Linked DNA regions of Mus musculus: region 2 is linked to region 1. A link is a contact called in public promoter capture Hi-C data. All regions are on one chromosome and are shown on one strand. Each heading gives the region's core, a stretch centred on a gene start, on an enhancer-like site or on the middle of the called end of the contact. The rest is flanking DNA. Distances are from core to core; before and after follow the strand shown.

Region 1 (4,252 bases), core at 1,737-4,236:
GAGAGTCCTTGTGAGGCGTATCTTACCCCAGCCCTCCCCCGTACTCCGTACTTCCTGCTTCCACTCACCATTGGCGCTTGGCATGATGTTGCAAACCACAGGTCCAGAAGCCATGGAGCCGTGTGAGCGTGGGCTTAAGCCATGAACCCAAACAAACGTGGCCTTTTAGTTGATGTTCTTGGGCATTTTGTCCTAGATGGCTACTAGTGCTAGTTCAGAACGTTGGAGAGAGGCATCTTCTAGGCGGGCTAGTGTTCCTCTTCCTCTTCAGGGCCAGCCCTGGCTCAGTAATGCTAGAGTATAGCCAACATCTCATAGAGTACTCCAAAATGCCAGGGTCAACCTCAAGCAGTTTAAATACTGCTAACCCAGTCTTTACACTGCCCCCAAGGAGTAGGAATATCGTCCTGCGAGGCCACACAGCAAAAAGTGACAGAGCCTGAATTCAAACTCACTTAGTTGGCTTCCAGAAACTTCATGTTGTCTGACTGCTCCGAGGAGGATGGAGTCTAAAGATGAACAAACAGAGAGACTAGAATCCCAAGAGGATAATATATAACTGAAATGTCAGCTGGCTTGTTTATAGGGAGGTAGCCAGAATCTGATACATTGTAACCCAGGGATCTCTGGGACGACTGTTTAGGGATGGTATCTTGGGCAATCCGTGTTGAACGTGGAAAGCAAGAGGATAAGTAGAGCCCTCTTCCTGGAATGAAGATGAATGTCATTGGCAGAGCCAATAGGAAGTTGCAGCCCCCACCCCCACTGGAACATTCTGTTTTCACCATGATGTTCCAAGGGGAACACCAGCATGGGTCCCAGGCAACAAGAATTTTCTCCGTCCTTAGTGTGGGTGGATGTAAAAAGAAATGCCTCTGCTGGCCCAGGACCGCATCCACGTGAGATTCATCAGCAACGTGTAAGCCGCGTAATGAGGAATGTCTGTGTGCAAGATGCTAAGGAGCTAAGCTTCTTGCCTGGGTCTGCCTGCTAGCACTGGACCTGCTCGCCTCGCTCCAGGCTTGGATTCTATCCCAATAGGCTGGCTGTTCTCCCATGTCCTCTAGGACTGTGGAAGGCACAGTGTAGCAAGAGCCTGAGGATCAGAGAAGCCAGAGAAGGCCATCTTTGATCTCCCTTGAGCTGCCACCACTTGAACAGCACAGGCTAATTCTGTTTTGGGTTTTGGGCAACAGCTTGAATCCAACTTGTTTTTTTTTTTTTTTTTTTCAAGTTCTAGCTTATGGGCATTTTCTAGGTTAACCCGTGTTATTACTAAAAACATACTATCACCACCAAATAAAGTGCTAGGATATTGTTGAAACACTTCTGTAGTCATAATTATCCAGTTTTATTCTTTTGAGAAAGTTTATTAGTGATCTTGGAAGCCACATTAATCAGGGAAAAAATAGCTTAGATAACTAGATAAAGCGTGTGCTCCAGGGACCAGGTAAGCACAGGAAGTTGGGACCCGGTAAATGTAGACAGAAACAGTTAGCTTCCCAAACCATTGCAAGTGGCAGGTGCTTGCACTTGTGAAGTTGTTCTTGTTTGGGGGGAGGGGGAGGGTGCTTGTTTGTTTGTTTGTTTTCTTTTTGTTTTGTTTGGGAAGTTTTTGTTATTTTTAAATAGACACCTGTTCTATAGCCCAGGCTAACCTCCAACTTGCTAGTTAGCCCTAAGTGAAGTTGAATTCATGACCCTCCCGCCTTAGCTGCCCAACTTTGGGGATTACACACTCCACTTGGCAGAAAACTGGAAAATAAAATCTGACCTTAAAAAAAAAAAACCTGATAAATTTAGGACTGAACTGTTCACCTTTCCAAAGAAAGTCAATTCCCATTATAAAAAATTGTATGAAGGATAGAGGCGTTCAATGGAGTAACTGAAACCTGATGTGTTAAAATACACCTGTACCATGAACCAGCCACTAAGGAAGAAGTGTTCTGTGCGTGTGTGTGTGTGTGTGTGTGTGTGTGTGTGTGTGTGAGAGAGAGAGAGAGAGAGAGACAGACAGAGAGAGAGATTGATTCAAGAAGCTGATGTTTTTACAGTTTCTATCATGTGTGCCATTTCCCAAAGCTCACTATAGCCACTGACAGATCCTTCCAGTGGCTGTAGGAGGCGGGTGTCCTGAGGCACGGTAATGCTAACCAGGGACAGAGCTCTGATTGGAGCTGGGTGGCCTCTGCTCCCTTCCCACCTGTTATCCGTGCACTGTGTCAGATGTTACACTCTTGGCTTTAGGACATAATTTCGTGTCTTCCTTACCAGTCACCCCTGCACCCCTCCTTTCACGGATAAGGACACTGAGGTCGGGGTGGGTATTTCATCATAACTCCATAGCCAAGGGAGCCACCAAAGTGCCTTGGGCTTCCTCCTCTTCCCGTGGCCTCCTTCATCCCCCAGTGCCAGGATGCCCAGGTAAAGGTGAATGGATCCCGAGACAGCAGGCAGGGGCAGAGCTGAAACTGCCCAGAGGCAAGCCTGTTCCTGTGTACTCACTGCGAAAACATCATGGAAAGAGTCGCTTATTCTTTGTGTGTGGGAAAGCTTTTCTTACAATGCTGCCTAACTCCTGAGCCTTAAAGTAAACAGCTACATCATCCCGTACAGAGGCAGGAAAAGGAAACTTCAGCACTGAAAAAAAAAGTAAGTGGAGGAAATGCTGTTTAAGGGGGATTTTCTGGAGCCCCTATGACTGAAGGCTTTGCAGCTAATGAACCCCCCACACACACTGACCAAGCCATGTGTCTGAATAAATGTCTCCCAAACTGCACCTATCCTAAATGTCCTTCCTGTGACACAAAGAGGGGAAGACACCCCCAAAGCAAGACTAGAAGATCCTGTAACCCTGCTAAGCTACTTCTACTTAGGGAGTTGTAACAATGTTTTCATGTGCAAAACTGGTGGAGGTGACCTAGTGTCCAGTGCCACTGCCTGCTGAGAGCCTTACATCATGGAGAGACCGTGATCTCGGCGGTGGCTTCCTCATCTGAGAAGATGCACAGGATGACAGACCTCTCAGCACATGGCTAGGCCATCGCTGGAGATGCTTCTGGCGGCCTGGAAATCCAGCTCTCTCTCTCTCTCTCTCTCTCTCTCTCTCTCTCTCTCTCTCTCTCTCTCTCTCTCTCAGCAGTCTGTCAGCTGGCCAGCTTGTCGACTGCCTGTGCCCTTTAAACGACAGCAGGAGTCTCTAGAGGGTTTTCTGGCTTGCTAGCCGGGCTTAAGCATTTCCTGTCATCCCAGAATCCCTCTGGGCAGTGGCGTTGGGCGGTAGGGTGGGGGTGTAGAACATACAATTTTCAGAATGACTTGGGTGTTGCAACTGCTTACCCACCGTGGGAATTCCCCAGGCCTGCCCCTTCTCCCTCTGCTGGTATTTCCGAAAAACTCTTGCACTCTCCAATGTGATGCCCTAGACGGGGAACAGCTATCCTGGGGGTCTGAAATTAACCTCCCCAGGCATGGCCAGGGACCGTTTCAGGGCAAATTATCCTTATGTCCAACCAATAGGGATGACTTCCCCATCTAAACCGCGTGGCTCTTCCCTCTTCTGGCATCATTCTGCTTCTCCTTGCTTTGTCGCACATCGGGTATTTTTTCCCCTTGCTACCCTGGGGTCCCTGTTGGTTTTGTCATCTACAGGATCAGCACGGCTTTCTTTCTGAAAATTGTCTTCATTTTGCATCCCCTCTTCTGATTGGTGGAAACTTATCTGAGGTTCTGCCTTGCACAGTTCCTGAATACGCTGAATGGCCCAGAGTGTGTGCTAACTTCAGGCACCCTCCACGTGATGAGGTAGCACACACCATGCAAATAAAAATGTACCTTTAAGTGGGCTTTCCTCTGTAACTATTTTGGATAGTAACAGAAACATCAGACTGGGGGAAGGTAGCCATTTAGATTTTTAGTTGAAGTCAGTCATTCATAGACATTTTCAAAACCGATCAAAATAGCTTACCTACATTTGCTGTCAAGTTCCGCACATTGGGACAACTCTCGTAGCCTAGAAAGTAAGATGTCAGTATCTCTTGGATCTTAACCTGCTTGCTGAAGTTTCAGTCCTTGCTTCCTGGACATTCCAGCCCACAAAGCCATGCCTATTGCAGTTGGTATGAGTGAACCATCCCTGCCTATGTAGTTTTCCTGATGTCAGGCACTCTTCCATCTTGGCTCTCACGCAGACTCCTTTATCCACCCTGACTCTCTGCTGTCTGTATATCCTTCATCTCATTAGCATGTGCCA
Region 2 (4,553 bases), core at 1,224-3,723, 260 kb after region 1:
AGCAGAGCAATATACTCATTAGGTGTGTTATTACCTCTTAAAAGTGAACCGCCTGCAGACAGGAGGAAGCCTTGAGAGAGGCTAACAGGAGACTCTGGTCTCCAGGCTCCTACCGGTGGGTCCCTCCGCCTGGGCTTTTGGGTCCTGTGGATTCTTGCCAATCGTGGCATTTAGTGGATACCCCAAGACTGAGGAAATCTGAAGAAAGTCCTGACAAGCACCAGATCCCAACACCCTTCTGCTTGCTTTGTTTCCCCTCACCTGTGAAGCAGGAGAGGGCACAGCCCAGCACTCACGTCAAGGACGACACATCCTTCCGTGTCGCACAGGAACCAGGGCTGCCCAGGCCATAGCTGCTCGCCTCTTCCTCGTTCCACTATTTTATGCCAAAGAGAGGCATTGACAACCTAGAAACAGGTGCTACTCTAAAGAGACCTTGGTCTCCTTGAATGCAGAGGCCTGGCTGTGCTTATACCCTAACCAGGAGACTTGACCGGTCACTCAGCTCTGGCCTCAGACCTATCATCAACTGTAACACATCTGGACTTCTTACCTCTGAGCTCTCTCTTCCCTCAGCCCCACCCGGGAGACTGGCCAGCTGACTTCAAGCGGTCCTTCTCAGCTTAAATATCACCTCCTCAGGGAAGCCTTTCTCGACGTCCTTCCATTGACCTCTAATCCTGTTCCATTTGTCTTCTAAACATTTTCCACGTGTAATTTACATGTTTACTTATGTCTACCATGCCCCTCCCCTGCCAGGGTGAAACTGAAGGTATGGACTCCACACGTGCCTTGTTTACCACTGAGGGCTCAGCCTTTAGAATGGAGCCTGCATGCACTGCTGCTTTTTACAGATGCGTTCAGCGAACTCGTTGCTCCGATATTGCTGGGCTCTACATTACCACGGTTTACAATTGTCCAGTGTTTTCCTAAAGCTGATTTTGTTTTTGTTTTCTGAGGTAGGGTCCCAGGGGCTAGGATTTACATGAATGCCCCCATACTTGTTCTTTCCAAAGCTCTTGGTGCTAACACCAAGGAATTGTCACTTTTTAGCATATGGATGAGGCAGTTGAGACACTAGAGTATAATGACCATGCCAGGGTCTGGCAGTACCTACCTGAACACGTTCCCAGCCCCAGACTATTTGCAAAGATCCACGCTGCCTCTCTTGGCCCCATAGTTTTCTGTTGTGGCGATGTTATTGTTTGTCATATTTGGCAATGTTTACCCCAGAGAAGTAGGGCCATTGTGTGCTGGTAGCGTCTGGGAATGCACAGCCAAGTCCCAGGGGAATGGCCACTGCTGTTCTTACCACAATTAGAAATTGTCAAGCCAGGAGCAGAAGCAGGGTGGGTGCTGCCATACACTGCTGGTTCTGCCTCTCCATGGGGCTGGGGTGAGGGTCCTAGCTCCGCAGCCCCGTGTGTCTCCTTGTCCTGGCTCTCCCACTCACATCGAAGTGTGGACCTTCTCCTGCAGGGCGATGTGCTATGCTTAGTGAATTTCCTGAGAAGAGGTAGGCATTAGCTGGCTAGATGACCACCTCTGGCCTCAATTATTCAATTATTCTACCCTCTCCAAAATGAACCAGTAGATGGGAACCAGACCAGGTAACCCCAAAACTCTCCAGGTTCTAGCTCCGCTCTGAAGGGAATTTCCAGGGGTCTGGCCTCCTGTTTGCAGATGCTGACTCTGGAAAGAGCAGGGGAAGTTGGAGGTTGTTGGCAGGGGCTGGCGGACCTCTTTCCATCTCTTTGTAACTCTTCCTCTCCAAAAAGATATTCCATCCCATCAGGAGTTGCTGTTGGGCCTGGTTCAGTGCAGCAGGATGAACAACCGCCCCCAAAAGTCAGCTGAGGTCTGATATGTGATATGGTAGAAAGCTCCCAAAAGGAGGCCATGCCTCCATCTCCCTGATGCAGGCTTCTGGGGTGTTCTGATGCCATTAACGGACAGGGGTCAGACACCAAGTGCCTCTGTCTAGGCCTTCGTTTTCATGTCTGGCAGGTGACTGTTCTGTGCCCTTCAATTGAACAAGGCTGCACAGATGTAAACTGCCACAGAGGAAGGGCACATTGCTGCTATGATTCCTGTGTACGAATGTTTCTGGCGTGCTCACACCTGGTAGTGACATGAACTGATTGACACTTGCAGCCTGCAAATACGGTCCTGCAACCTGAGGCACCAAGGGAGAAGTCAGCTAGGAAGCCCGTGAGGCCTTAAGTTGTTGAATGAAGTCATGCTGCACAGGGTGGGGGGTGGGGGTGACCGTGCTGCAGGATAGAGGTGAGTCACAGTGCAAGACTGTTGGGGAGTCACCTTGAATCTGAGCCAAAAAAGCAGAAATATTGGGACTCGTTTATCAGCCTTCTATCAGGTACATCAAGTTCTGGATGGCCACCCACTGGCCAGCGACATGATGTGGACGGCTCTGCTCTACCGCCCTGGGAAGGCTCTCTGCTGGCTCTTGCCCCGCTGAGCAAAGTCCGCTTGTTCGCTGGAGTTCACACAGACTCCTTGCCAGGCCTGCCCAGAATCCTGTCTCCTCTGACTTCCTGTGTTCTTGCATAATATTTCCTTGCCTCTTGAATGGCTGGCCCCAGTGCGGGGGCAGCTCACTGGCTCTGCTGGATTGAGAGTAGGATGTGGAGGGAGGATGGGTGATATTTGGATCTAATCCGTGGGTGCTCCGCGTCCTGGTGGCAGAGCCCCTCAAACTTTTTGATGGAAGCTTTCAGCCAGAAGGGAGTGAGAGAGCATTGCAGACTGTATACACACACTCGCTCGTGCACATGCTCCCTGGCTTCTTATATTCATGAATCATCTCCCTGGGAAAATTGTTGAAGTAGTTCAATTGTTTTCTTCTGGTCATAAAAATATGAATTATTCCCATATAGTCACTGTATAAGAAGCCTAAAAGTAAAATAAATATATATATATATATAAATAAAAAACAAAAAAATGTATTATTGAAAGATAAGTTCCATTAACAGTGAATATAGTTTCTCCTACGTCAGAAAGGCTGATCCCCATGGCTATGGGATACCAGCAATATTAGCTGTATTAAGTTCTGCTTACTGATGCATCTTCATGAGACTCCCATTCACTACCCGTCCAGGCTCAAAAAGCAAGTGGTAACTGGCCCAACAATTATTTCCAAACCTGAAAAGCAATGTCTCCCCTGAAGTTCTGACCAGTATGCTCTGGAGTCCCAGAAATAACTGCAAAATCAAAGGCTGGTGCCTGTGTGAGCCTTTCTGTAGGCTTAGAGTAATTCCCATGATTACACAGGAGAAGGCTGCTTCGATGACAGCTCTGAGGGCTGGGCCTGGTCTCACTTTGGGGAAAAAAAACTCCATCTATCCACAGGGCCGTGTGTGAGTTAAGCCAGGAGCCCACTGGCTGGCAGAGCAAGTTTAACTTTGGCTTTCCAGTGCTCAAGATTTCAGGGAGGCTCTATTTAAATTTTACTTGGCTGTCACCCTTCTGAAAATTTGTAGCACTATCCGTATCTTTAAGGAAGTGACCTTTCCCCGTCCTTGTCCTTGTTAGCATGACATGAGAACTTGGAAGCGTCCATGGTGACCTGCTTCCAGTTTGATTATTGAAAACAAAACAAAACCATGCATAGATCCGGGGTTTCTGACTTACCTCTGGAAACTGTACTTTCTACAGGGTGGCCATGAGAGTTTGCAGGCCACCTGCTAAAAGTTGACAACCTGAGAGTCTGCAGTAGACAACACACACAGCATGCTTCTGTGTTGGATCTGAGTGTCTCCTGCATCTGTCTGTTTTCTTTGCTTCTCCTTTAAACTGGGTTAACCATCCTCCATATTGGTACTGGGGATAGATAGCACCCAGGGCCTCACAGATTGCTAGAAAAGTGCTCTACCAATGAGCAACGTCCTCTGCTCAATGAGTGTGTGTGTGTGTGTGTGTGTGTGTGTGTGTGTGTGTGTGTGTGTAAATATCAGAAACTTGGTTAAATAAATATATGTAACATACAATATACTTATATAATATATGTGTATATATTATATATCTCCATCCCAAAGTTCTCTGTTTGAGACTGGACTTAATACTTCCCGTTGGGAATTGCTTATAAGGTTTTACTTTTTAGTAAAGAAAAGTTGTTTGTTTCCTAAACTCTCTGGCTTAAACTTTTTACTTAAGTCAAAAAGCAAGAGAATACCTCTCGGCTTGAATACCTTTATTTTTAAAGCTCAAGAGTCTTTTTTAAAACAAAAACTTGCTACAGAACTTGGCACCAGGGGACTGCAAGGATTTACCTTATTTTGATGATAGCTGCCTGCAAACGATCTATTAGAATAATCTGCATAATTGCAGTCTCCCCTTCAGTTTATTCAGCCTGCACTCCCTAGTCTAGATTTACTGGCCAGACTGTTATTACATCAAATTCCTTGATGCTGTATTCCTGAGGACTGATGGAACTAAGAGTTACAGAGAGGAATCAGCGACCTTTGTCTGCTTTTCAGAATTCTTCAGAACATACTGATTTAGCCAGGGGCTTTTGCGATTGCTCTCCTTACTGG

Evidence for each region. Capture Hi-C pulls out chosen DNA fragments and counts their contacts.
Region 2: a contact with region 1 is called in a promoter capture Hi-C map of adipose tissue. The contact joins two enhancer-like sites. A contact is called at or near these places in 3 of 39 promoter capture datasets (frontonasal cranial neural crest, pre-B cells and stem cell-derived epiblast-like cells), 6 of 484 Hi-C or Micro-C datasets (the HPC-7 cell line, bone marrow-derived macrophages, extraembryonic endoderm stem cells and 2 more), 7 of 115 datasets of contacts at active chromatin or transcription factors (astrocytes, differentiating embryonic stem cells, embryonic stem cells and 4 more) and 3 of 9 other capture datasets (adipose tissue, liver and pancreatic islet).

What each region holds. Positions count from the first base shown.
Region 1 is chr17:86,504,510-86,508,761 of GRCm38.p6, forward strand. All of the region lies in intron 10 of Prkce (protein kinase C, epsilon), which reads left to right. Among named protein-coding and RNA genes, the nearest start is that of Gm30284, 62 kb to the left of the region's middle. Within about 2 kb of position 2,987, at least 31 of the 459 cell types and tissues checked have an H3K27ac peak or open chromatin away from gene starts, as enhancers often do. A contact at or near this core is called in adipose tissue, where this site is marked.
Region 2 is chr17:86,767,533-86,772,085 of GRCm38.p6, forward strand. The region is part of intron 1 of Epas1 (endothelial PAS domain protein 1); the gene reads left to right. Among named protein-coding and RNA genes, the nearest start is that of Epas1, 16 kb to the left of the region's middle. Within about 2 kb of position 2,474, at least 92 of the 459 cell types and tissues checked have an H3K27ac peak or open chromatin away from gene starts, as enhancers often do. A contact at or near this core is called in adipose tissue, where this site is marked.